Linked DNA regions of Mus musculus: regions 2, 3, 4 and 5 are each linked to region 1. Evidence: chromatin contacts called from public Hi-C and HiChIP or PLAC-seq data. All regions are on one chromosome and are shown on one strand. The core of a region is the stretch at or near the end of the contact, and the rest is flanking DNA. Distances in the headings are between cores, read along the strand shown. Region 1 overlaps Cdkal1 (CDK5 regulatory subunit associated protein 1-like 1). Region 2 overlaps 2610307P16Rik (RIKEN cDNA 2610307P16 gene). Region 3 overlaps 2610307P16Rik (RIKEN cDNA 2610307P16 gene). Region 4 holds the start of 2610307P16Rik (RIKEN cDNA 2610307P16 gene). Region 5 has its middle 24 kb from the start of A330102I10Rik.

Evidence for each region. A called contact is a pair of places that touch in the nucleus more often than the background predicts. HiChIP or PLAC-seq counts read pairs in DNA pulled down with a chosen protein or histone mark.
Region 2: a Hi-C map of pre-B cells shows a contact between it and region 1, with 2.6 times the contacts expected there. The contact joins two enhancer-like sites. A contact is called at or near these places in 1 of 15 datasets of contacts at CTCF or cohesin (large pre-B cells), 1 of 484 Hi-C or Micro-C datasets (pre-B cells) and 2 of 115 datasets of contacts at active chromatin or transcription factors (T-cell acute lymphoblastic leukemia and large pre-B cells).
Region 3: a contact with region 1 is called in an H3K27ac HiChIP or PLAC-seq map of large pre-B cells, with 3 times the contacts expected there. The contact joins two enhancer-like sites.
Region 4: a Hi-C map of pre-B cells shows a contact between it and region 1, with 2.2 times the contacts expected there. The contact joins the promoter of 2610307P16Rik here to the enhancer-like site in region 1. A contact is called at or near these places in 1 of 39 promoter capture datasets (cranial neural crest), 1 of 484 Hi-C or Micro-C datasets (pre-B cells) and 1 of 115 datasets of contacts at active chromatin or transcription factors (large pre-B cells).
Region 5: a contact with region 1 is called in an H3K27ac HiChIP or PLAC-seq map of large pre-B cells, with 2.6 times the contacts expected there. The contact joins two enhancer-like sites. A contact is called at or near these places in 2 of 39 promoter capture datasets (maxillary cranial neural crest and pre-B cells) and 1 of 115 datasets of contacts at active chromatin or transcription factors (large pre-B cells).

The regions. Positions count from the first base shown.
Region 1 is chr13:29,735,912-29,740,948 of GRCm38.p6, reverse strand. All of the region lies in intron 5 of Cdkal1 (CDK5 regulatory subunit associated protein 1-like 1), which reads left to right. Among named protein-coding and RNA genes, the nearest start is that of Cdkal1, 120 kb to the left of the region's middle. Within about 2 kb of position 2,803, at least 46 of the 459 cell types and tissues checked have an H3K27ac peak or open chromatin away from gene starts, as enhancers often do. A contact at or near this core is called in pre-B cells, where this site is marked.
Region 2 is chr13:28,754,708-28,759,744 of GRCm38.p6, reverse strand. The region is part of intron 3 of 2610307P16Rik (RIKEN cDNA 2610307P16 gene); the gene reads left to right. Among named protein-coding and RNA genes, the nearest start is that of Mir6368, 46 kb to the right of the region's middle. Within about 2 kb of position 2,109, at least 286 of the 459 cell types and tissues checked have an H3K27ac peak or open chromatin away from gene starts, as enhancers often do. A contact at or near this core is called in pre-B cells, where this site is marked.
Region 3 is chr13:28,790,768-28,795,804 of GRCm38.p6, reverse strand. The region is part of intron 2 of 2610307P16Rik (RIKEN cDNA 2610307P16 gene); the gene reads left to right. Among named protein-coding and RNA genes, the nearest start is that of Mir6368, 82 kb to the right of the region's middle. Within about 2 kb of position 2,039, at least 30 of the 459 cell types and tissues checked have an H3K27ac peak or open chromatin away from gene starts, as enhancers often do.
Region 4 is chr13:28,882,395-28,887,431 of GRCm38.p6, reverse strand. It overlaps 2610307P16Rik (RIKEN cDNA 2610307P16 gene), which reads left to right and starts at 2,010. Exons shown (of 8, transcript NR_045054.1): 1 at 2,010-2,288; 2 at 3,855-4,117.
Region 5 is chr13:28,989,262-28,994,298 of GRCm38.p6, reverse strand. No RefSeq gene overlaps it. Among named protein-coding and RNA genes, the nearest start is that of A330102I10Rik, 24 kb to the left of the region's middle. Within about 2 kb of position 1,923, at least 38 of the 459 cell types and tissues checked have an H3K27ac peak or open chromatin away from gene starts, as enhancers often do. A contact at or near this core is called in pre-B cells, where this site is marked.

The DNA.
Region 1 (5,037 bases), core at 1,554-4,053:
GAGACCTGAAGTGTTTAAGGAGGAAACAACGGTATAGAAAGTGGAGGAGTGTGCCTGGGAAGCCAAGGCCAGTGTTCCTGGGGATCAGGAGCCAGATGGAGGTTCTAGGTGGTGAGTTTATATCTTTTACATGGGACCATACTGTGTTTAGTGGCCAGGGACAGTAGTGCAGGGCCAGGAAACATAGACCTGTGCATCGTGTCCCTGAATCAAGAGTCAGGAAAAATCCTTCTTTGCTCACTGTGTCTCCTTAAATCCGACTCTCCAAATCTCTTGGTGACTTAGTCCTTCACCATGGAATTTTGGATGAGATAGTTCAGTTCCCTGAGGCCAATGGTGGTGTTTGAATTTACACAGCACCGTGCCCATCATAGGCTGGTCATTTGATTAATTTGCAGCAAGGAATATGAATTTTGGAGTAAATGGGTCAGAAAACAGGGATGAAAGGAAACTAACAATTTATATTCAATTAAAATGTGCATAGCTTGCAATAGCTTTTCACTGTGCTTAGGTAAAGGGGAAAAAAAGGAAGGATGGTAATTAATAGTTGTAAATTTAAAAGTCAGCCCTCTTCCAAGTGTTAATTTTTCCTATAAGTGTTATACAAAATGGTCAAGCTCCTGAAATTGGCGAAACACTGATCCTGGTGTTTATAATTACAAGGCATGCTGGGTAGCTGGCCTCAAGTGTGAACCAATTAACTTAGGGCTGGTGCAGTACACTTTAGCAGAAGCAGATATTTAAAACAATTGGCTCTTTTCTCATTTCAAATGAGTACTTAATAGCATTTAATTTTGTTTGCTGTCACGCAGTGCATGTTTGTATAGTCATAATTTCAATTTTAAAGCCCATACAGGTTGAATAGCCCTATTTGGAAATCACACTGATCTGAAATTAGTAGTACTTTGAGTTCTAATATGACATTCAGAAGTTTTAGATCTTAGAATATTTGGGTTTCAGGTTTGCAGATTAGGGGTGCTAATCCCCGATGGAAAAGTCTATGTAATATTCCAGAAGTTAAAAAACTTGCCCACTTCAACAGTTCTGTCCCAAGCTTTTAGGATAAGGATGTGGATCAGAGTGAATTTGTCTAGCATAAGATGATAATCAGCTAAGTTTTCACAGAGGACACGTTTAGTGAAGAACCGTGCCCCCCACTGTAGTGCAGCTCCTCCTCCTGGAGCAGCTCCTTTTGGTTCTTTGGCCTGCAGTGTTATTATCTGAGGATTATTATCTGTACAAGGAGGAAGGACAGTTTAGACAGCTAGAGAAGTAATGCACCAGGACAGTACCATAGAGGAACAAGTTCATCTCAAAAAGCACTTGGATTTTACCCAGGAAAAATAGCTGTAGTAATTCAGTTGTTAGGGAAACCCAACATGTGTGGGGTATCTGAGTCTATCCCATGAGTTTTAGAGGAGTCAGGAGGTGTTCAAGTGGGAGCCTCTAGGTTTTCCTTGACTTGGCCGCATGTTTTGGTAGCACAACAGGTCTCAAATCTGTTTGGGACCAGCTTTCTGTTTCTACCTGTATTGCTAATCAAACTTTATGGGTTGATAGAAGAACTGGATCGTGGACCCAGTAGTGGCTACAGGTGAAACAGTACTGGCATCACCAAACATTTGAACCTGTCTGTGACTCTGCCAAGGGCAGCGGGTCTTACCCATAGGCCTCATCAATCATTGTATGCTTGATTGTCAGGGATGAGAAAGCTGAGGTGATGCTAGAGTCATGTTCATGATAAAGCATGGGCCAGGCACTTTAGAGTGAAGTAGGCTGAGACCGATGGGCCCTGTTGGAAAGCTCACACATTTCCTGTCAATTCCTTAATTCTGCTGCTTTGTCCAAAGATGCTCAGGCCTTTACTAGCCTTTGATAGAGGTAGATAGACCCTGGCTGTAGTGTTGTTTAGTGGGGACATGGTGAGGGAGAGAGAGAAACAGGGAGAAAATCACTTAGGGTAACTTCTTTTACTTTGCTTCAAGCTTTCCCCTCATTTTTTGATGAATTTGATATACAGCTCTAATTTGGGGGAGGTGTTTGTCCCACCAATCCCCAGTTGATGCCTGTGCTTTAAGAGAGACACAGTGAGCAATTGATGCTTGAAACCATGGTACTGAACACACACACACACACACACACACACACAGTACTCAAGTGTGTATTTCTACTATAAAGGAATCTGTGATGCAGTTTAATAAATTAAACTCAGTGAGATTACCTGGTCCTAATAACAACTGAAATGATATGCAGGTAATGAAAGTCCCTTGCAAACTCCTGGCCCAGCAATCTTTGACTTACTTTCCATTCCTAAACCTTTAGTGAAAATGCCCTTCAGATTTGAAGGACACTGGACACACCTCTCTTCTCCCTACTTCCATCTTAGGTTCGTAACATTTTACTTTTATTTATTCAAACCAAAGCGCTCACTTGGTTTGGCCTCCAGACTTTATGACCTAGGAAATGAAATACCATTGAATATGTGACTGCACTTGACTCCATCTGTGTTCATGTGTATGGTTTCTCTGTCTGTTATGCAAAGTCATAAATAATCCAGGAGCCCTGCATCTGTCCCACCTGCTGCTGTCTTTATGATTCGAAGTGGTGAGTCACATGAGTAATTGTGCTACTTGTATAAAGAACTTGGAAGACAGCTTCACTTGTGTAAGTCCTGGCTGTATGTCATAAACAAGAAAAGTTTGAGCCATCTGTTACTTAAAAAATGACACTGGTGTACCACCTGGTGTTTGACTAGGCCTCGGGATTTGTTCCAGGCACAGCACTGCTTCACTGAACAAATACTGAGGTGAGGGTGGGGTAAGGCTTGGCAGGTACCTCTGGGACTTGGGAGGGGCCCTTTTCACTGAGCTCTGAGCAGACTTATTTTTATCATTGATGTTTCCTCTTGTGGTTTGCCTGTCATTAAAGACAGTTTTGTCTTAATTTTGAAAATTGGATACCAGGGGTTACATTATACAAAACGACCGCATACAAATCGTGAAGATAATGTCATGTGCAGGATGGCTGAATTTGGAGCAGAGGATGGCCACCTGCTAGGACTTTGTTCCTTAGCAGTCTGATGAGTGGCCCTGAGTTGTGGTTGCTTCCTTGGCTATGTGGCTGTTGAGATCTGTTTTGGTTTTGCAAACCATTCATCCTGTAGCACAGAACTCTGGAGTAGTTGGCTACTGGGTATTTGACTTAAGGAAACAAATTCCCTTTAAAGTTCCTGCTCTGCAACTGAAGAGCACTTTTGCCACTGTTAACATAAGCATCTGAGGATAGCTTATTCTTATCTACAGCATTGAAAAGGGATACGTGCAGCATTTGGCAGTACGGTAACCGCTGCCATTGTGCACCTACCTATCTGCTTAGCTACTGTGGTAGCCTGTGAGGTATGTGGCCCCTCAAAGGTTTTGGAACTTGCTAGAAGTAATTAAAAAATGACTAACACTGGTGTTGGGCTGAAGGGTAGAGATGGAGATGGCTCTGTTGGACACCATAGCAAGGCTATGGCTGTTACATATGTGTTACATGTGTGTTCTGCAGTTAAGGATAAGCAAGCACTCCTCACACATGGAAGGATGATCCTAGAGTTGGCATTTCTTATCTGAAGTTTTCTGTTTGTAGAGGGGTGACCCCAGGGCCCTTTGCTTACCAGGAAAGTACTCGACTATGGAGCCCCAGCCCTAGCCCCAGCCCCAGCCCCAGCCCCAGCCCCAGCTCCAGCTCCAACCTAACAAGTGTATTTTTAAAAGAGGAGATACTCAGTAGATATATGGAATTTGAATAACAAACATGCTTTTAAAAATCTTATGGTTTTCTGCCACATCTATGAAAATGTACGTTCTAAAAGAGCTCTGGGTTAAAAATCCAACCCAGTCTCATATAGTCCCATAATGATATTATCCACTGGCCTATGATTTTAATATGTAAAATAGTATAAGGGTAACCTTTAAAATGTCTACTTACAGTTGCCTACTGTCCTGTCTCAAATGATCTAACGTACATTGTCATGGTGCTTCTCTCTCAGGCCTCACTGTTTCCTCCAAACAGCAGTTCCATGGCTGCTCACCGATGACTTCTCCTTCCTTCGGAAACTCGAAGCAGCCAGTGGCCACCTTCCCTCTCGGTTGTCAGAGCTTTTGATACTGTTGAGACTGAACATTGGACTTTTTGTTTTAATTTTTTATTTTGGAGTTTATTACTTTAAAAAGTTCCTTTTTTTCTTTTAAAAAAGTCCCCTCTCTTTCCCCAAGTCTTTGCTTATCTACGGAAGAAAAGGCTGCCTGCATCTGACATTGCTGGGAGTCAGCTACTTCATGTTCAGGAGACATTGACTGGATTTGGGTCCTCAGTGGAATATGCTGCAGAGTGAGCTGTTGTTGATCTCAGGACAGTGTTTGGCCGTTCCTGTTTAGAAAGTGTTGGCTAGAAACTTTGCTCATTTTCCCCCTGCTCTGAGATGGCTTTTTTTTTTTTTTTTTTTTTTAAAGGAAGATGTTGGGAAAAATCTCTGTATCAAGACCCTGTTAATTGACACAACATCCCATCTGTCCCTTTGCTCTGGTTCTAATGAGACAAAATGGAAACAGATGCCATTTCAACCTCTCCAGTTTAACTTTTTTTGAAAATTTAAATTAAAAATTTTATTTTATTTTGAGGATAGTGTGGGTCCCTCTATGTGTCTGATTTTGTAAATTTCTTTTCCCTGTTACCTTCCTGTACTCTTGGCCTGGTCTCTGTGATTCTTTCTCTTTTAGCCATCCCCCACCCCCAAGTTTTTTCTCCGTGGCTTTTCCCAGTGGAGTGGAAGAATTCACCAAGTCATTTTGTTTCTAAACCTCTAATTGATCATAATGCTCAGATTCGGATCATAGAGGAGCTTGCTTGGGTCCTTCATGAAGATGTTTGCGTACTTGGTAGTTAACTCCTTTCTGTCTCAGCTTCGAGGGCAAATATTGTGTTTTGCGTACTTCCAATCCCCAGAGCCCGGAAGCTTGTGCTGGGCACCAAGCAGTTACTTAAGCCTACAGA
Region 2 (5,037 bases), core at 860-3,359, 980 kb after region 1:
GGGACCTGAGTTGTATGTAGCAAGGGTATGCATCATCTATTTGAGACTATATTTTTTGAGAAATACCATTTTTGATGCCAACAATTGTGATTGATATATTAGGCCAAATCATAAAAGACTGCCTATCTTTTGGTGTTTCATGCCTTTTGAAACAGTTCAGCCTTTTTTGTTTGACTTAAATGGAAGTCAGTGAGTTAGGCTATATGAGATCTCTATTTCTCTATTTGGAAATACAGGGTGACCTAGGGTTGGTTATGTGCCAACTCATGTAGTGTGTGTGTGTGTGTGTGGTGAGGGGGGGAAGAGAGGGGAGGGGGAGGGAGAGGCGGGGAGTAGGTGATTATATTCATGTGCCTGGGGTCAAAGGTCAAAGTAATGTTTTTGTTAGTTGCTTCCCACCTTTTCTTTTTTGAGACAGGATTTTTCTTGGGAGCCCAAACTCACCAGTTGAGCCAGGCTAGCTGGCTAGGGAGCCCTGGGGCCCTCCCACCTTCCTTTCCCCAGCTCTTGGATTTCTGGAGCACACAGCTGTGCCTGTCTTTCATGTGGGTGTTGGAGATCAGACTGAGGACATCATATTTGCCCTTGCTCAGTAAGGACTTTATGGACGGAGCCATCTCCTCGAGCCTGATTTTTTTTTTTAATTTATATTTCAATCATTAACAGAACTATGACATAATCATTTTCATTCTTTGGTTACTGTTGAGTCATTTATGAAAGATCTGAGACTTTTTAAAAGAAAGATTGATTTTCTTGCACAGTCACTGTGTATAAACTTCTATGCTTATACCAGACCCTTTCACACCAAGGGTTTGTTGCTTATTGATTCGCGCATATTAAAACCAGGATATGAAAGAGTCAGTTTACCAGTATGAACTAGAAAACCCTAAAGAACTTTAAAAAGAAAGAAGGAATGAAAAAGCCATCTGGGGCCTGAGCAGCAATTTGGGGTTTACTGATGCTCTGGTTGGCAGGCTGTCTGGGCAGCTGGATCTAGGTTGCACCCTGAGTATTTTCTCTTTCCATTTGGACAGGCATGGAGGTGTTGAGTCCGTAATCTGGACCTTGTGAGAGCCAAGTCCGTGTTATGGAGTAGTTCTGTTTTGCACACGGTTGTCCTAATTTCCCCTCTTCTTTACTTGCCCACTAGAAGGGAAAAAAGTAATCAGAGGTGTTGCTGGGTGGAGCCCTCCTTTGATTGCAATGCCCCAGGGGTTTCTAAGTTAACAAATTAAAGCTTTAGGGCTGACTGAGCCGCTTGCTTGGTCTTGGTGGGCGCAGCAGCTTTTCCGTGCCTTCTCATGTTCCTGCCCTCCCTTCCCACTCCAGAAAAGAAACTGAACTCAGAGGCTTTGCCTGAGGAAAGGCTGGCTTGAGGAGCCGAGGGACTGATGACCACAGCTGCAGAGAGGGAAGGCCAGCATATTCTTGGAAGGTGTGGGATGAGAAACGCACTCCCTTCCCTTCCCTGCTTTTGCAGTCATGCCTGGTGTGCCTCAGAGCTAGGATACACGGGCGGGGGAGGGTGGAGCGTGGGGAGGGCTAAGATTAGGGAGAGAGGAGGTGAAACTCTCCTGGGAGTTGGAGACCAGAAATAAACATCCAAAGGAGCTGGGACAAACCCTCTGGCTGCCCTCCTGAGGTTCAGGGGTGGATCAGGAGGGTCCGAGCCAGGGAGGCAGTAGCCTGAGTCTTGGAGGAGGAAGATCTCGCTGGCTGCCTCCTCCTCCTCTCTGCTGGGGTCCCTGAAGCCAGTGCAGGAAGTGGGCGGGATTCTGCTAGAGTTTATTGAAAAAACAGCTGCCTGGCTCCATTTCCCTCCCCCACAACGGCCCATCCTCGCTGTGGCTCAGGATAGAACTATGCTGTAAACTTTGGCATGAATCAAGCATGCTGATACTCTCTCAAACAGCAACTTTTTCTTTCTCTCCCCCCTCCCGCTTTTTTTTTTTTGGCACAGAGTCATTCGTTTGAGGCTGGGGGAGAGGAACAGAAAGACTAAATAAAATGTGGTACAGTGGTTCTAGAAATGATTTGATCTGGTCCAGTAAAGGTCCAGAGTTCACCGACTGGACCTGAAGGACCCAAGTGAGAATAAGGTCAGGAGCCAGTTTTTGAAAGTGGTGAGCAGACGTCAGGACTTGAAGGCCTGCTTGCTCTTTTTCTGTTACTGTCATAACGTCTTGGACAGAATCTACCCTAGGAAAACACTGTCAGTGCCTGTAAGTTTGTGACTTCGTTTTTTTGACCAAGAATTGCTTAGGAGGTTGAAGGGGACAGGAAATAGCTAGGAGCCAGGGTACCACTGGGCAGAAGTATATATGTGTGTGTGTGTGTGTGTGTGTGTGTGTGTGTGTGTGTGTGTATGTGCGTGTGTTGATTAGGACCCGCAGATGGCAAGCAGCAGCTGTTTTATGGTGTGAATTGTTTGCTCAGAAGATTTTCAGAAGCTAATTCTCCGTGGAGGTTGGTTTGCCAAGTGACTTGTTTCCTTTTTTCTTGTTTCCCGACCTATTTTCCTCTTTGTGTGTGTGTGTGTGTGTGTGTGTGTACCCTAGCTGACCTTGAGGCTCTAAGAGTTGCTTAAAACCTGAGACTGTTAAGTTCTGAGAGGGTTGCTTGCACCAGGAGGCTCCTGGCTCAGGTTTACTTCAGACCTGAAGGTGAGGGCGGATGCAAAGGAGAAGGCTGCAGAGGGAAGGGCTTCCCCTGTCTTGTCTGAGATCCGAAAGGCTGTGCCTGGCCCCCCTCTGCTCTGGCTTTACTGTGAACTCTTGCTCTTGCGTTGACCCTTTCCCTTGGCCTTCTATTAAACCTGACCTGTGTCTCTTCCTCCACTTAACGTGAGAGAATATTTTTTTTTTCAGGGACATTTATGAGTAGTGAGTTAAGATGTCTCTAAAATTCACTAGTGGTAGAGGCCTTAGGGCATGGTTAACCAGTTCTGTTATCCCCCTTCAATATTTTCTTTCTGTTAATACCCCATGTGTGGCTTGTATTTGCTTGAACAACTCGAGAAAGCATCCTCAGCTGTATTGTAGGAAGCAAAGTAACTCTCACGCTCTTGCATGAAAGCATGACACAGAGTCTGGGGCCCTGGGATGGTAGAACTTAAAAGGCCAATTAATAACATTTATTTGTTTTTGTTTTTGGAGAACCCAGGGCCTTGTGTATGCTAAACACAGGCTCTTCCAACTCTGGTCTACATTACTTATTAGTAATAGAGGTTACTTATTATTGTTATTGTTTTGTGTGTGTGGTATATGGTGTGTATGCATGTGTATGGGGTCATGTGTATGCGAGTGTACATACAGGCCAGAGACTGGTTATTATTGGTGTCTTCTTTAATTATTATTACTTTTTAGATTTAATATTCATTTTTATTTATTTTATATTATGTATAGATGTGTATGCATGAGCATGAGTTTGTATTCTTAAGTGCAGTGCTCACAGAGGCCAGAGATGTCAGATTCCCTGGAGTGGTCGTTAGGCACTTATGAACTACCAGACATAGGTGCTGGGAACAAAACTCAGTCTCTGCAGGCACATTGCGTGCTCTTAGCCCCAGGGCAGTCTCTTTACTCTGCAGTCCCCTCCACTTTATTTTTGAGGTAGTGGTTCCACTGAACATGGGACAGTGAACTGGAGCTCATTGCTTCAGCAAGATTAGCTGGAGAGCCAGCTCTAGGGATCCTCCTGTCTCCTTTTCCTGGCCACTAGAATTCCAGAGGCCTGTCACCATGCCTGGCTTTGTTCTTGTGAGTTGGGATAGAACTCAGGTCTTCATGTTTGCATAGAAAGCACTTAACCAGCTGAGTTCTCTCTCTCCAGACCAGAGCTGTCACTTCAGTGATTAATTTCACAGTGTGTGCACTGCATTTTGTGGGTACCTTAAAAGATACACTTTGGCCCAGTATCGTGGCACGTTCCTGTCATCCCAACACTTTCACAGTAGAGGCACCAAGATCAGAAGTCGAAGGGCAGCCTTAGCTACATTATACAGACTTTGAGGACAGCACAGGCTAGATAAGACTCTCAAAAAACAAACAAACAAACAACCCAAAGGCATTGAAACAAGGTAGAGCAAACTTGTTTCTAATTTATTGATGCACACATGAAATCTCTATGTAGAAAGCATGTTTAATATAAAAGGTCAACATTTCTATCTTCTATCAACAGAGAGAGGTATGGAAGTGGAAAGTCTATGAGGAAATGTTAAACACTGAGATCTTGCTTTCCTTGGTAGGCAGCATTGTAAATTTAGATTGGAAAGCATAATTGAAAACGGGAGCCTGCATGTGCAACATTATCTCTGCAAAGCATGTACGTTTATGTGAACCTGGATATGATCAGTAGCTGAATGCAGGCCACGGGCACATACAAGTGTTTTCTTTTCATGATCCCTCTCCTTAGCTTTTCCACAGTGAGCAAACACCTATTTTCCCCCCTTTCTAACATGTAACCGTTATTAAAATATAATGAGGTAGTGAGGAATGACTCTCTTGTCTACTTTACTTTCTGACGTGGTTCAATGAGTGTGAGAATTCAACAACCTTAGTGGGTGGAAAGTGGCTCTTCCAGGGGACCCAACACCCTCTTTTGTCCTCTGTGGTCACCTCCCACACATATGATATGTAGATACACGCACACATAACATTTATACATAGACACAGACACGCATACACAGACACACATATACAGCATGCACACATAGGCACAATTACAGACACACAGACACAGACAGACATACACATGACAAATCTTAAAAGACTTTTTAAATCTTCAAGAATTACTGTTTTATGTTTGTTCGTGTCTATAAGACTTTCAGTCTAGGAGAACTCTCCCAGTTCTACTTTAATGTGGTGAATCCTACTCCTGTTTTTAGTTTTCTTTGAGACAGGATTTTAGGTAGCTCAGACTGGCCCTGAACTCACCATGTATCTGAGGCTGACCTTGAACTCCTGATTATCCTGTATCCACCTCGTATGTAATTACAAGTGTGTACCACCATACCCAGCAACTAGAGTTAGTTTTGTT
Region 3 (5,037 bases), core at 790-3,289, 940 kb after region 1:
ATATCCTTCAGCATTTTTGCTGGAGGTGAGCAGACCGAATTTGCCTTTTCCAATATCCTCTGAATTTTTAATGAGGCCCTTTCTGTCTCCTCGTTTTTCTTGCCCATGGCTACTATTTTCAATGTAACTGTGTTCTACAGTTCTCTTTATTATTTTTTGTTGCGGAAAGTAATTTATTTCTTTTGCTTTCAAAGATAGCTTCCATTTGTGCGGGCGGGCGGGTGTTCTAGATTTAGTACAATGCAGGGATATAAGACACATTTTCAAAGTGCTAGGATCCTGAGCCTATCTAGTGAGATGTATTTCCTGAGAAGGAACGTGTTGCCACAAAGACTAGGCTTTGTTCTTTTGTACAACTTTGCACATGTACCCGAGCTTTAAAAATTGCCTTTGTGTTACCCAAATAAGACGATGAGTGCCCCACCCCCACCCCTTTTCAGAAAGGAAAAAATGTGTTGCAAATAGATCTCAGCTGATTTCTTTGATCATAAGTTTCATATTATGGGCCTTTAATTTTTTTTTTTTAACAAGCTGAATGTTTTTACTAAACACTATGAAAATACAATTATAAGCTACTACGTCAATTAGGAATTAGTGGTTCTTAGAACAGTGGATTATTCCATAGCTCTGTGAGCATACTCAGTCTGCATGCTAAAATTAATTTAAATATAATTAAGGACAGAAGTAGAGATCTTAACCATTTCCCTGCCAGCTTTTGACACCATCAGCTGTGGTTGAATTTAATGGGATCAGGCATTAGAGTCATTTAACAAAAGTTCTGTTTTTTGTAAAGGGAATTTTAGTAGTACACATATTAACAAGTAAGGTGCTCTGGTCAAGAGTTGCACAAACACTGTAATTTTCTTCTAGGTAAGCATCTCAATTCATTTGTCCCATCATTTCAAATCTCAGGAAGAAAGCCACCAGCCCACACTAAAACTAAAATAAGCAACTTGATGAGCAGATATCCAGTATTCTTATAAAGGACCCCAGCCTTTGCAGTCTCAAGTGTGTGACGGATATAGGATGTAACTTAGGATCGTGGTCTATATAGGAAACTGTGGCCCTGTGCTTACCCAACCACCAGCCACATGCCACCCATTAAACACAGAATAACAGTTAATACTGAGAATAGTCAGTGCAGCTCTAAGGACAGGAAAAAACAGCCCAGATACACAGATTGGGAAGAACAATTTTGTAATTACATGAGACATTCCTGTCTGCATATTTTATACGTAAGAGAGCTTCTTTATGATTAATTTGTAGCTTTATGAAAATACGACATCTCTGACAAAAGTATGTATACAATTATTATATACAATTAATCAAATTAAAAAATTATTTTGTGGCACTAAGCCATGAACCCAGAATTTGTATCTGCTAAGCAGGCTCTCTACCACTTAACTATCAGCCCCTGTTTCTTTATTATCTAGGTCAGGGTCTGGTGGATTTGTGACCATACCCAAAGAAAAGGATCTAAGGGGACAGATCCTGCAAAGCGGGTTCCCAGAGCTCAGGAGCCCCTCATTTTTATGATACAGACATGTTTTATGATACGCCACACGTGTCTTCATGCGTGCATAACACCTCTGTATTCACATTCCATGTACACTGTACCTCGGAGTGCAGCTGCTGACCTCTAGGATCTTGCCCAGGTTTCCTTACATGTTGATTTCATACATTTTTGGATGTATGTAAAATTCTACTATCCTCTGTGAAGAATTCTTTGTCTTCCCAGGGTTTGCTGACCAGGTCTCCTTTTGTGCCCCTTTCTTCCTCTGTGTGTCTTATTTCTTCCTCTAGCCCCTGCTCTCGGTGCTGTGCCCACTCAAACACAGACTTTCTGCAATCTGGATAAAAGAGTCGAAATCACACAACAGATTATGGGTGTGGAGATTTTACCCACATTTGTCAAGAGTGAAAATCCCAGGACTAAGAATAATTTTAAATGGCAGAGTAAACATCCCGCTATTCTTGGCTAGCAGGGCTATTTTTCATCCCCAGACGTGGCTTTGCAAATTGCCTGCTCTTTTTCTCTCTCATCCCAACCCCCTTTGTTCTCAAATTTTCATACCATTATAAGAGGCTGGCCCATAAAGGTTGTCTTCCTTCTCTCTTGCCTCCCCTTGCCCTCAAACAGCTCATAGAGAGATTTTCCTAAATGAAGACCACCTCAGTCCCCAAGAGACATTCTGAGACCAGGTTGAATAATACGTATTTTTCCCACAATAAATAAACTACTCATGCAGAATACTCCAATTTTAGGCCTGTTAGTTGTCTTTCTGTCTCTTGGATTGTATCTGGGTTTCTTTCTTCCTTCCTTTCTTTCTTTCTTTCTTTCTTTCTTTCTTTCTTTCTTTCTTTCTTTCTGGTTTTATATTACAGCAGGCTTTGATTATTTTGCCCATCTGTTACTGGGGGAGGGGTGGCACTTCTGTGCACGGGCCCAGCTGCAGAGTAGAAGACTCACTCACTCCGGTATTCTGGTTACTTCTCATGTGTTTCCACCTTGTGGCATGTATAAAATGTTTGTGAGGAACACATTCATGGGTGAACAGAGAGGCTTGCATGTGGCCAAGGGTGGTTGTCATGTGGGTGGGGGTGGGAGGTTGCTGTTGCTGTGCCCTGAGCTCTGTGGTCAGGGGTGATTGTCATGGGGGGTGGTGGGGGTGGGAGGTGGCTATTGCTGTGCCCTGAGCTCTTGACCATCAATGCAGGACTGAGAGTATCTTTACTGAAGCTCACCTAGAAGAAACCCCTCACTGCTGCATTCTGGGATACTCTGAAACACAACAGCTTTACATAAGCAAAGGGAAACCAAACTCTGTGCACGTGAGCCTAGGCCATAGTAACCTCTAACTATGGAACTCTGAGATGTGTAGACCAAAATCTTATCCTACATATTTTCATTGCTGGGTCATATTTGATTAAGTGTTATTTCTGAACATACTAAGTGCAACATGAGGCGACTCTTTCGTATTTATTGCTTTCCCCACATTCAAGTCAATTTTCTCCTTTTAATTAGCGGAATTGCTTAAGAAGCCTTTGGAACCTCCGAAGGAAAATCACCTTAGCACACGGTTGGCTGGTTCCAAAGCTCGCTTTCAAATGCCATGGCTCGTGATCATTGGTTTCGCTCACTCATTCATTCAAGAAGCTTTGGCTGATTGCCTGGTGTATGGTAAGGAGAGAAAAGCAGGAGGCAAGACAACCTTGTTCCTTCGAAGAACAAGGGGGCCACAGGCAAATTAGGAGAGCATTCTCGAGTATCGAAAGCATTCAAGGTATGGATAAAGGCTATGAGGACAGCTCAGATAATAAAGTACTTACTGTGGAGTGGAAATGCCTGAGTTCAGTCACTACAACTTCCATAAGTATGCTAGACATGGTGGTACACGCTTGTAATCTGCAGTGCTGGGGCAGTAGAGCTAGCCTTGCCTAATTGGTAATCTCTAGGTGAGTGGGTCCTACCTCAGTGTGGCCTTTCTGAAGATAACCTCTACATACATGTACACATGAACCCCCCCCATACATACCCAAACTCTTGAGTGTGCACACATGTATGTGCATACACACACACACAGGGGTTGACAAGAGTACAGGTGAACGAATTTATATTGGCATGACAGAATGATAACTAGCAGTAAGAATTCCTCAGTCAGAGTGTGCAGGATGAAGGATCCTATCAGGGAATAAAATATAATTTAAGGTGATCCACAAAAGATGAGCAAGATTCACAATAGCTAGAGTAGGTGCTAATTAATCAAGCAGAGTTTACATCAGAGAGGCCTTGGTTTACAAGAAAATCCTTGGGGCTGGAGAGAGATGTCTCGGCTGCTAACACAGCTAGAAAAACTTTTGCTGCTCTAGAAAAAGGATTCGGTTCCCAGCACCCACAGCAGGTGGCTTATAATCTAGAGTATACCGCGCCCTCTTGGAACTCTATGGATATCCCCAGCCATGTGTACCTTCATGTGTCCCTCCAACTCCCCCCTCCCAAAACCTTTGCTGAACATTGTGGAGCATGTCCCAGCACTCAGGAGGTAGAGCAGGTGGATCTCTTGAGTTTGAGGCCAGTCTGGTCTACATAGTGAGCTCCAGGACAGCCAGGTCTGTCGAGAACCCTGTTTCAAAGCAACCAATCAACCAAAACATTTAAAATAAAATATCCCTGGGTGTGGTGGTGCATGCTTTTTTTTTATCCCACATTTGGGGGTGGGGGGAAGGTAGAGGCTGCTGTATGCAGAATTACAGGCCAACCAGGGCTGCATGCTGAAACCCTATCTCCAAATAAATTAATAAATAGATAAATAAATAAATTAATAAATACCTTCAAAGGCGTGAAATAGTAAGAACTACATTAGGGGTGTGTGTGTGTGTGTGTGTGTGTGTGTGTGTGTGTGTGTGTGTGTGTGAAAATAGATCAGGAGCCCAGTGTAAAGTGATTCAGCATAATTTATTCATCAAATATTGGCACAGGAGCCTGTTGTAGCTGTTCAGATGGGCAGTTATTGTTCTGATAACGAAGAACAAGTGTCTCAGAATTGTTGCCCAGAAAGAGAGCAAAACCAATAGCATATGCAGAATGTAAACATTTGTTTACATTGTACTTAGCCAGTGCCTTTGCTGAAGAGAAACGCAGCTGCAGCTTCCAGGACAACCTGTAAAAAAGAGTACTGCAGGTCTGATGGGTGACAAGAGAAATAGTTTCCCGTTTTCCTCCTAACCCTAACTCAGAGGCCCCCACTTACAAGTTTTGTGTTTTTTCTCAGGATTGCTTTAGAGGCCCGAACTAGAAATGGCACAGAAGTATACATTCTTTGTTATACTTTTTGTTCCTTTGGGCTAGGGGTCTCAGACTGTTTTAAATCCTTAGGGAGAAAAACCAGTCAATTATGGTTCTTCACTCTGGGCAGAAGACCTTTATGTAAAACTCGAAACTGAGTTCAAAGGAGAAAGTTGCCCAAGAGTGATGGTGTAGAGAGGTGTGGATGGGGTGGGGTGAGGGAGGAAAGTGAAACAGCCCCTCTGTTTGCC
Region 4 (5,037 bases), core at 761-3,260, 850 kb after region 1:
AAGATAAGGGGCAATTTCAGGACACTGTGTAGGTGCCACCAGTAGGTAAGGGTCCCAGCGGACCCCTAGTTGGTGGCCACGTGTTGCCAGGATCCCAGGCGCGATTGCGGGACCCGTGCAATCTTGGCGGGACCCGCGCGGGTATGCGCCCTGCTAGTGCTCCCTGGTCCTCCCTCTTGGAGCCTCTTGAGCCATTGTCCTTGCCCTTCCCTGTGGATCCTTTATTACTTTGCTACATTTTCCAGTAGTTGCTTCTACCTAACTCTGTCCCCCCCCCCCCCCCCCGACATTCCAGACCCAGCAGGGTCCTCAACTTAAGAAACTGCTTTTAAAGGAACTAATGGATTGAGTGTGCTCTGCTTGCCTTTTGGCAGAGGGCAGTCCAGCATTCGGGTGGGAACCGGCACCTAGCAAGGTTGGAGGACCGACCTTGGAGAGCGCATCTCTGTTTCTGGGATGTTATTGTCTAGGTTTCTTTGGGCCAGCAAACCTTGAGCGCTAATTCGGAGGAAGTTGGTTACAAAGTTTCAGACAGCTAGCGGAGTGCGCGCTCTGGCAGTCTGACAGAGGAACACTGGGCCCAGTGCAGACCCCAGGAGATCAGAACGGAAGCCCTCTCACAGAGTCTTTGTTCTCCCCTAGGGGAGAGACTTGGCAAGCACTGGAAGGGTGCTTGTTATGATCCACACCCATGACATTCCAGACCCAGCAAGGTTCCCTTCCTACCCCCTCTTCGCATCTTTAATCCTAGCCAGGAATACAGCTCCCTATGCCCCCTTTCACCCCATCTCTTTACCCTCACATTTAACAACTCATTGGGTCTTCCCTGTCTAGATTTGGAGAAAGAGTATATAAGGTGCGTGGACACCAGCAGGAGGTTGAATATTTGCTTTGGAATGTTTGAGTGTTTTTTTTTAAACCCCCTTTGCCCTGAAGACTGAATATAAAAGGCTGCGTGTCCCTCTACCTTCTCCCACCTTCCTGCTTTTCTTCTATTCTGGTGAGATCTAGAAAGGAAATTGGTGCAGCTTTGAGTTCCTGGGGTGGGGGGAAACCATGTTGGGATGAGAGCTGAATGCTGCGGTGTAAAGTGGGGACCCCAGTTCTGGAACTGATGGATGATTTTCAGAAGGCTCTAAGAAAGACTGAGAGACTCCCAGACAAGGAAGACACCTGGCTTGCCCAGGACCAGAAGGTGGGGGAGGGAAGAGGATGGGGAGTTAGAAGTGAAGGAGGAAGACCCTGTAGCTGTGAAAGGAAGGGAACTAGGAAGGAACAGTAGGTTTGGGAAGGAGCCATGTTAACCTGAGAGTCTTGTTAATATAGTTGGAGATAAGAGGAAGTTCTCTGAGGTTTGAGCCGGTGGTCTCTGTTCAGGCCCCCCCCCACCCCCCATGAGTGGCATAGTACCAGCAGCAACAGGTAACCTACAAGGGCAAGGTGTAGGTCCCTGTGGGATACTTAGTGGCCTCTGCCATGCAGATTTGAGGGTTTTCCCCTAGGGTCCTGTGTGGGCACTGATGAGGGAGGGAGAAGAGACTTTTCCATCACTTAGAACTTCTTTGAATTCTTCCAGGCTGTTGGTTGGAAGAGGGTACATAGGATGGAGGGTCATGGATGGAGAGGCATCTGTGAGCCCTACCTATGATTGTACCTCTTACCTTAAAGGGTTGACTGGCTCCTTCATATTACATCTCTTGGGATGCTGAGAAATGGCAGAAACTCATTGCCAAAGTGAACCGCTCCTCTCCCTGATTGGCAGGGAAAGTGCAAACAAAGAGGTGCATCTCCCGGAAACAATGAGTTTGGAGATTTCCCCGGGCGTGAGAGCGCGGACTGGAAGCTGGGTGTTCAAAGGGTGTGAGAAGGGACCAAGACCCGCATCTTCTGGGCAAAGTTTTCGGGGAGATGGAAGGAGAGAGGGTCGGGACTGAGTTGCTGGTCTTGGGGACAGAGCAGCCGGAGCTGCGCACCAAGGCTTAGAGTCGGGCGGGAGATGCGGGGAGAGGGAGGGGGCGGGGAGGGAGGGGAGGGAGAGAGGAGGAAGGGGTGAGAGGGAGAAACCTGCCGCGGCTCTCCGCCTCTTTGTCTGCTCTGGGACTTGGAACAAAAGGGGAAACTCTGATGAACTCCTTCTCCAGCTCCCTGGACGCCCGAGTATCTCTTTCTCGCAACTTTGTCAACGCGACTTTCTCCGCTGTCAGGCTGCGCAAAAGTATCCTAGCGCCTCGCAGGCTGCAACAATGGAAACAATGTCCCTTCAAAGTGCGACGAAGTGGAGGGAGAAGGTGAGTGACTTGTCCTGTTTGTCCTGCTTCCCTCAGGTCCCCCTGCTCCCAGCCCTTCCGAGGGCAAAGTCATAGATCTAGCAGCCAAGTTTGACTGTTTCTTTCTGTTTCTTGTCTTTTATTATTATTTTTTAATTGTATCTCTTTTCCCGGTTCTCCTTTTCTTTTGTTCTTTTAAACTCTCGCACAGATTGTTTTGTTTATTTTAAACGCCTTCATCTCTTGTGCTTCTTCTTTAGGGGTGGTGAGGGGCTAAGAAGAAGGGCATCCAAACTGGATACTGCCTCGCTTTTCCCCGGTTGTGTGTAGATTGGAGGAAAACGTTCTGATAAGAATGGGAATTAGATCAGGCTCACCCACACATAAGCTCTGACTTTGGTCACAAAAAAAGAAAGATGCAGAGGTGGGGGTCATTTCCTCACGCGTTTTCAAACTTCACTGTCTCTGGAGCGCTCTGGAGACACGAAGCGTGCAACAATAGAATGTAGACAGGGTTTGGGTGGTAAGGGAGTTCCAGCAAATTAATAGGAGTCCGGGAAGTTTTTGGGGGCTGGGGTCCAGTTGAGGAAGCCACAGGTTCCAGACTGTCAAGAGCTGCGCAGATGAAGCTGATGGGGCCTGGACCATTAGTTAAGAGTCCGCTCCCCTCACCTCCGTGGTTTGGTTCAGTTTAATGACCCACCCAGAATGACCTATTGCTGTCCTCGTCGGGATCCATCCTCTCTTAGGTGTTGGCGACCCCCGGGCCTATCTCAGCCAGTCTGAATAGGAAGGGAACCACGAGCCTGCCGAGCTCCCCTGACCTAGCCCTCCGCCCCGCCTTTTGTGTTTTAACCTTTTGTTTCTATCGGCCACACCCGCCCAAAAGAGCGGCGGCTTTTCGTCTCTGTTCAGCGGGGAAGCAGCGAGGTTCCCTCCAGATAGCGGTGAAGGGCGGCTTCCTAACTTTGTTTCCCAAGTCCCCTAACTTCGGAATGCTTCTGCATTGGTTCTTGCTCAGTAAGTCAATATCTTCACTTTATATGAACTATCTTTTGCTGTTTTTCTACTTCGTTCCAAAAGTTGTTTATCTCTACCAGCCACTTGCGTTCATTAAACAACAACAACAAAAAAAGATAACTTAGAGATCTAAGTTAGGGTCCAAAGGACAGAGGTTGGCTTTATCTGTCGGATGCCTTTAAATATGACTTTATCTTGATTCTGCAACACAAAACCCGGCTCATGGTCTTCAGGTATGTTTGTGGGCTCCGTCCAAATACCAAGGTAATTTATCACCTTCTCCACCCTCTTCTGTGTTTCCAAATGCTGGAGGTGTTCTTCAAGCTCCTGGAGACACTTTTTAACAAGACAAGTCAAACACAGAACTCATCCTACTGCGGGTGACTCTAGGAAGCATCCAAACAATGCATTAACTTCTGAGAGTTAGCATTCTGCAAGGTGCCAGAGCCGGGGAGCTTTGAATCTTTATGTCAAAGACTGAAAGGAATTAAGACGACAGTTATTCTTTTAGGGAGGGAGTGTATAGACTGTCCCGACAACTAACCTTAATACATTCTAATTGTATAGGTGTCATACCAGCGACTCCAAGAGTCATGTCACCCACTTAGCAGGAGTACTTCTACTGAAATGCCTTCGAATTTCTCTTACTGGATATATACCTACCAGCCGCTAGCATGAAGATGCCAGGACCGCTGCAAGTTAGCACTGGACAAAGTAGCATCAACTTCTTCATTTAGAGTTTCTTCAGTTAAATTGCTGGGATTTTCGACAAGGCTTTCCTTATGTGGATTATTGGAGTGTGATGCCCGAGAATTCTCTACTTGTAGAAGGTATGTTTCTTAGACACCCACGAGCACTTCCTTTTGGGCCTGATACTTAATGCCACTGGAGATCTGTCTCCTTGTTTTGAGTTGTTGCCCGCCTAAAGTGACTTAAGACTTTATGTTTCCTTCTTGGGGACTGTGTTTTGTAGATAGTTTCTGAAGTGGAATGATAATTTGGGAGTATCTGATGAAAGTTTATTGATTTTTTTTTACCACGTATTCATCAATATCTGCACGTATAATGAATGTTGATTTATGTAGAGTTATATATGTTTTATGTCAGTAATGAGTCCAATATGTTCAACAGGCCATACCTTATTTTATTTGTGGCTGATTTTCTCCTTAGATACCACCGTGAATATTTTATTTTAACAGAACAGGCTTGCATTATGTTGTTGTTGTCGTTATTATTATTATTATGCATCTTGACAGTTCATTTTGTTAACAAAATCCAGAAGTGACCCCCAAATACATACATTTCTAATGGTAGACTGTCAATACAAAGTGTAGTGGGTTCTCTTAGAATGGAAGCTTTGGCCTTGCCATAACCAAAGGACACGAGGGAGGATTCGATTAACCTTCATGGCAGATACCCAAGAGTTCTTATTCCCTTTTGAATACCTTACGATTAATTTCTGTTCATATCTGGGAATGCAACTAAGAATTCTCGTCATCTCAATGGGAACATAAAGAGTTGCTTTCTTACAGTGTTTCCTGCCCTTGTTGAAGCAGCTTGCTCTGAAAACTCAGTTAGGTCAAGAAAAACACAATAATTGGAAAAAACTTTTATCTCATTATAAGTAAAATAGAATGAGTTTGGGATTTGTGTAAAACTAGACTCTGGAACCCTTCCACGCTTCTTTTCTATCACCTATAAAACAAAGGTTTAAATGAACTTCTGCAGTCCTTCATCTTGAAGAGGCTCC
Region 5 (5,037 bases), core at 674-3,173, 750 kb after region 1:
GAAAGTCTAAAATAAACGGATAATTTTGTTAATATATACTACTTACCAACGTTAACTCCAAATCAGATAAACAACCTAAATAAACCTATTAATCCCAGTGAAATGGAATTGCTAATTAAAAGACTACCAAACAAAACAAAACAAAAAATTCAGGGTCAGATGGCTTTAGTGCAGAGTTCTACCAGATTTTCAAAGAATTAACCCTGATATTCCTCAAATTATTCCACAAAATAAAAACAGAAGGAACATTGCCCAAATATTTTTATGAGGCTATGTTTACCCTAATACCTGAACCATATAAACAGAGAGAATTACACATCAATTTCTATTATGAACATAGATAAAAATTCTCAATAAAATACGTGCGAACTGAATCCAATAGCACATCAAACATCTACCATTATCAAGTAGACTTCATTCCAGATATCAGGGATGGTTTCAATATACATGAGTCAATAAATATAATCTACCAAACAAACAGACTGCAACACAAAATCTCCATTATCATCTCATTAGATAGAGAAAAGGACTTTGTCAAAATCTAACACCCTTCATGATAAACATCCTGGAGAAACTAGGGATACAAGGGATATCCCTCAACATCATAAAGACATAATTTACAGCAAGCCTACAGCCAACCTCCGCCTAAATGGAGAGAAACTTAAGGCATTACACTAAAATTAGGAACAAGACAAGGCTATCCATTCTCTTCCAAACCTATTTAATACAGTTCTTGAAGTCTTAGCTAGAACATTGAGACAACTGAATGAAATAAGGAAAATAAAAAATAGAAAGGGATGAATATCTTCATTAAAAGGTGATATGCCAGGCTGGAGAGATGGCTCAGCGGTTAAGAGCACTGACTGCTCATCCAGAGGTCTTGAGTTCAATTCCCAGCAACCACATGGTGGCTCACAATCATCTGTAATGAGATCTGACGCCCTCTTCTGGTGTGTCTGAAGACAGGTACATTGTACGCATATTAATTACATAAATAAATCTTTACGGGGAGGAGGAGGGGGAGGAGGAGGAGGAGGAGGAGGAGGAGGAGGAGGGGGAGGAGGGGGAGGAGGGGGAGGAGGGGGAGGAGGGGGAGGAGGGGGAGGAGGGGGAGGAGGGGGAGGAGGGGGAGGAGGGGGAGGAGGGGGAGGAAGAGGAGGAGCTGAAGGAAGAAAAGCTTGAGCAGAAAAGAGCAAAGACTGAATGAACTCTGTGACATGTGACAGGAGTCACTTTGCTGCTCTTTGTGTAGTAGACCATATGAAGGATACCTCACGTCCTGTACAGGGGGCAGACGCACCGCTGACCCTTTCTCTCAGGAGATGGTGTGCAGTCGGTAAGTATAGTTAGGAAAACTGGGAGCAATGTTGGAAGAGTCTTCCCACAGTACCAATAAAGACGCTGGAGCTCAGGGGCCTCGTCCCACTCAAGCGTCCAGTAAGTCCCAGAACTGGGCTCGCACTCACTGCGCCTGACCCCGGATTTCATTGATCACCTTCGCAATCTTCTTCGCCACAGATTAAAAAAAAAAAAAATGTTGTTCTTTGTTTTTTCAGATGGGGAAATTTTCAAATGATTGTGCTTTGCCTCTGAGTCTCCTGCTCACAGTCACAGGGAGCTGGGGGGGGGGGGGGGGGATGCACAAAAAGGCACTTAAAAGCTTCTGCAATGGTCACAGTGCTAAAACAAACACAGACTGATAAGGGTCCCAAGTTCCCCATTGGATCTTCGAGTGGGTCTCTTCAGTGTGCCCTTGACGCCAGGATCCTGGTATGCATGGATTTTCTGGGACTCTTTCCACACAGCAAACAGTTAGTAAAATGTTCTTACTGCTCTAGCTTGGGACAGTACTAGCATAAACATTTCCTTAGTATTTAATGACTCCACCTCCCTCCAACTGCTGCAGCTGCAGTAAGGCAGGCGACGCAAGCAGAGATTAGATACAGGATATGCACCTGGCTGGCCATAAATGCTTCTTAGTTGTTGGTAAAGGTTAACAGGCCCAGTTCTCTTTTCTCCTCAGACCCAGAATGCGGGGACATGAAAGGGAGCTGTAATTATTTATAAACAATAAAAACTTCTGTGTGAAGCTTGCAATGAATGGATGGGTTTATCTGCCCACTTCAAGTGAAGTAGACAGCTTTTGCTGTTTGTTGTGAATAGAAATGCCCCCATTTCCTCCTCCTCCTCCCTCTTCCTACATTTCCCCTTCCTTCCCCTCCTCCTGTCCCTCCTCCTTCAAGTGGTCCTGAACTATATGTGGTTAGACTCTGTTTTTTTCTCCATCAGAGTGCCTGGGAAATCTGTGCTGGGTATGATTCTTTCTGCCCTGGGTAGATTCTCGTCGTGAGGATCTGAACAGGTCTTCCTTTGGTTCTTTCTGACCCATCTGCTCCTAGCTGGCCTCTGTTCGTATCACTCTGGTTTCCCCGACCCAGCAACCACCCTGAAGTAAAAGAAGTATCTTTCAGCATGGTTGATGGGACAGAGCTGGCCGGGTTGCACTGAGTCCTTTCCTGAGTCTGCGACTCCTGACTGTTGGGACTCTCCATTCTGACCAGCGCAGCTGTCTACCATCTTCTAAACTCCAGTGTGGTCCTTTTGAGAATGCTTTCATTTTCTAAAGCTGCTCAAAGACTCCACCTTGGCAGATCGAGCAACCGTGCACTCTTACCCACACCCCTGCAAGCACCCCTACTAACACACTACACTCCTGTGACCAGTACATACAAGCACAAGCTCTTCTTAAAAATCTCTCTGATTCTGTAGAGTTCAGAGCACACCGGAACTTCAGATTGAAACCTGTCCTGTTGCTATCAGTTCTCTCTCGGTTTCTGGTAAGTTTTCCATCTCTCAAGTATGAGAGTCCACTATTTTACATGATAACATTTCTCTCTGAATTGGGAATACCGAAAGCTACCATGAAAACAGATGTTGTCTATCACTGTAGTGACGGCTACAGCAAAAAGAAGCACACACAGTGTACGCATTGGGCTACAGGGAAATGAAAGCACATAGAATTGTTCTATATTAGTTATTCTCTCTTGAAACTCAATATAAACTCCAGGGCTCCTAAAATTACACGAAGGAGTAACTTTCCAGAAGTTTAAAGCTCAATGAGACAGCGGTTACTGTAGAAGGTATTTATTTGTTTACTTATTTATTTATTTTAAAGATTGATTTTGCTAGGCAATGGTGGCATACACCTTTAATCCGAGCAGGCAGAGGCAGATGAATATTTGAGTTCAGCTCCAGCCTGGTTTACAGAGTGAGTTCCTGGACAGTCAGGTATGCACAGAGAAATTTTGTCTCAGAAACAAAAGCAAAAACAAAAACTTAAAGATTGATCTCATTTTTAATATGGGGGGGGGGAGGGAATGTGAATGCTTGGATCTCCCTGTTACTGGCGTTTCAGAAGGCCGAGAGGCACTCTGTAGTGTTGGAAGCCAATCCCAGGTGTTCTGTATGAGCAACAAGTGCTCTTAAGCACTGCGCCACCTCCCCAGCCTCCTGTAGAAGGTCGTTAAAGGGGTGACATCTGTTCAATTCATCTTGTAAAACTGGTAAACCCATAAGTCCCTTGGAAGGAAAGAGGAGGAAGCTAGGAAGCTACCTTTGGAGTTAAGCCTTGATAGTATATCCAGCATATGGACACTTTGTTGTTATTAATTTATTTATTTATTTATTGGTTTTTTGAGACAGGGTTTCTCTGTATAGCCCTGGCTGTCCTGGAACTCACTTTGTAGACCAGGCTGGCCTCGAACTCAGAAATCCGCCTGCCTCTGCCTCCCGAGTGCTAGGATTAAAGGCGTGCACCACCACACCCGGCTGTTATTAAATTTTATGTGTATGGGTGTTTTGCCTGCATGTCTATCTATGCACCACACATAGGCACTCCTGATGTCCTCAGAGACCAGAAGAGAGCACAGGATCCCCTGGGACTAGAGTTACAGATGCCCATGACTTGACACCAGCACGTTGGGAACCAAACCTCAGTCCTCTGGAAGACTAGCTAATGTTCTTAACTGCTGAGCCATCTCTCCAGCCCCTGGACACTTTTATTTTATTATTATTTTTTAATGGAACATTGTAATTAGATAAAATGTCTAACCAGCTCAGTTTTCTTCCTTCTTACAGTGCGTAACACTTCGTCAGCATAATGACTGCATTAGCAGTCATGAGCCACTCTTGAAAAATCCCTATTTAGTAAAACCACATTAAGAGAAATACAGAGTGTATGATGAGCACCCTGATTTAATTTTTACACAGGATTAACATATTGAGCTATCGTAGCTAATTCTAAAGCCGTGTTCTCTCTATTCAGACCTGTAAAATAATCCTCAGGTAATTGGCTGTGCTTTATACGATGCTTCTGGCTTCACTTCCTCTTTGATTTGGGCAAGCAATGGGTCCTAAATGATTCTCTGATTCACAGTCTAAAACACAAAGCCCAATGCTGGAGGAAATTACAGCTCTTTTTTTTTCCCTTCCTTCTTTTCTCTCTCTTTCTCTCTAAAAAGTGGGGCACAGAGCACACTACATCTCCTTCTCCCTGTAACTCCCCACTTGTATTTCCTCCTCAGACTTTACTCTTCCCAGTGAAACTGTTAGCTTGCATCCTGAAGAACTTCACTGGGGGAGGAGAAACAGAGCGACCAGCCTCCCATTTCCAGGACAATCTTGTCTAGATAGTGAGCACCAGAGCAGGCAAACATAAACCGCCTGCAAATAACTCCTCTGCAGCCTTAAGAATACTCCAGTTGCAGCCATTCTCAACCGGTGGGTCCCGACCCCCACAGGGGTTGCAGATCAGATATCCTACATATCAGATCTTTACATTACAATTCATAACAGTAGCTAAAAGTACAGTTATGAAGTCACAACAAAATAATTTTATGGCTGGGGGTCACCACAACCTGAGGAACTGTATTAACGGGGTCACAGCATTAGGAAAGCTGAGAACCACTGCTCCCGGAAGGAAGTTGCTGGGTGCTGTTGAGAAACACATTCCTAAGCAGACTTTACTCCAGTTTACTC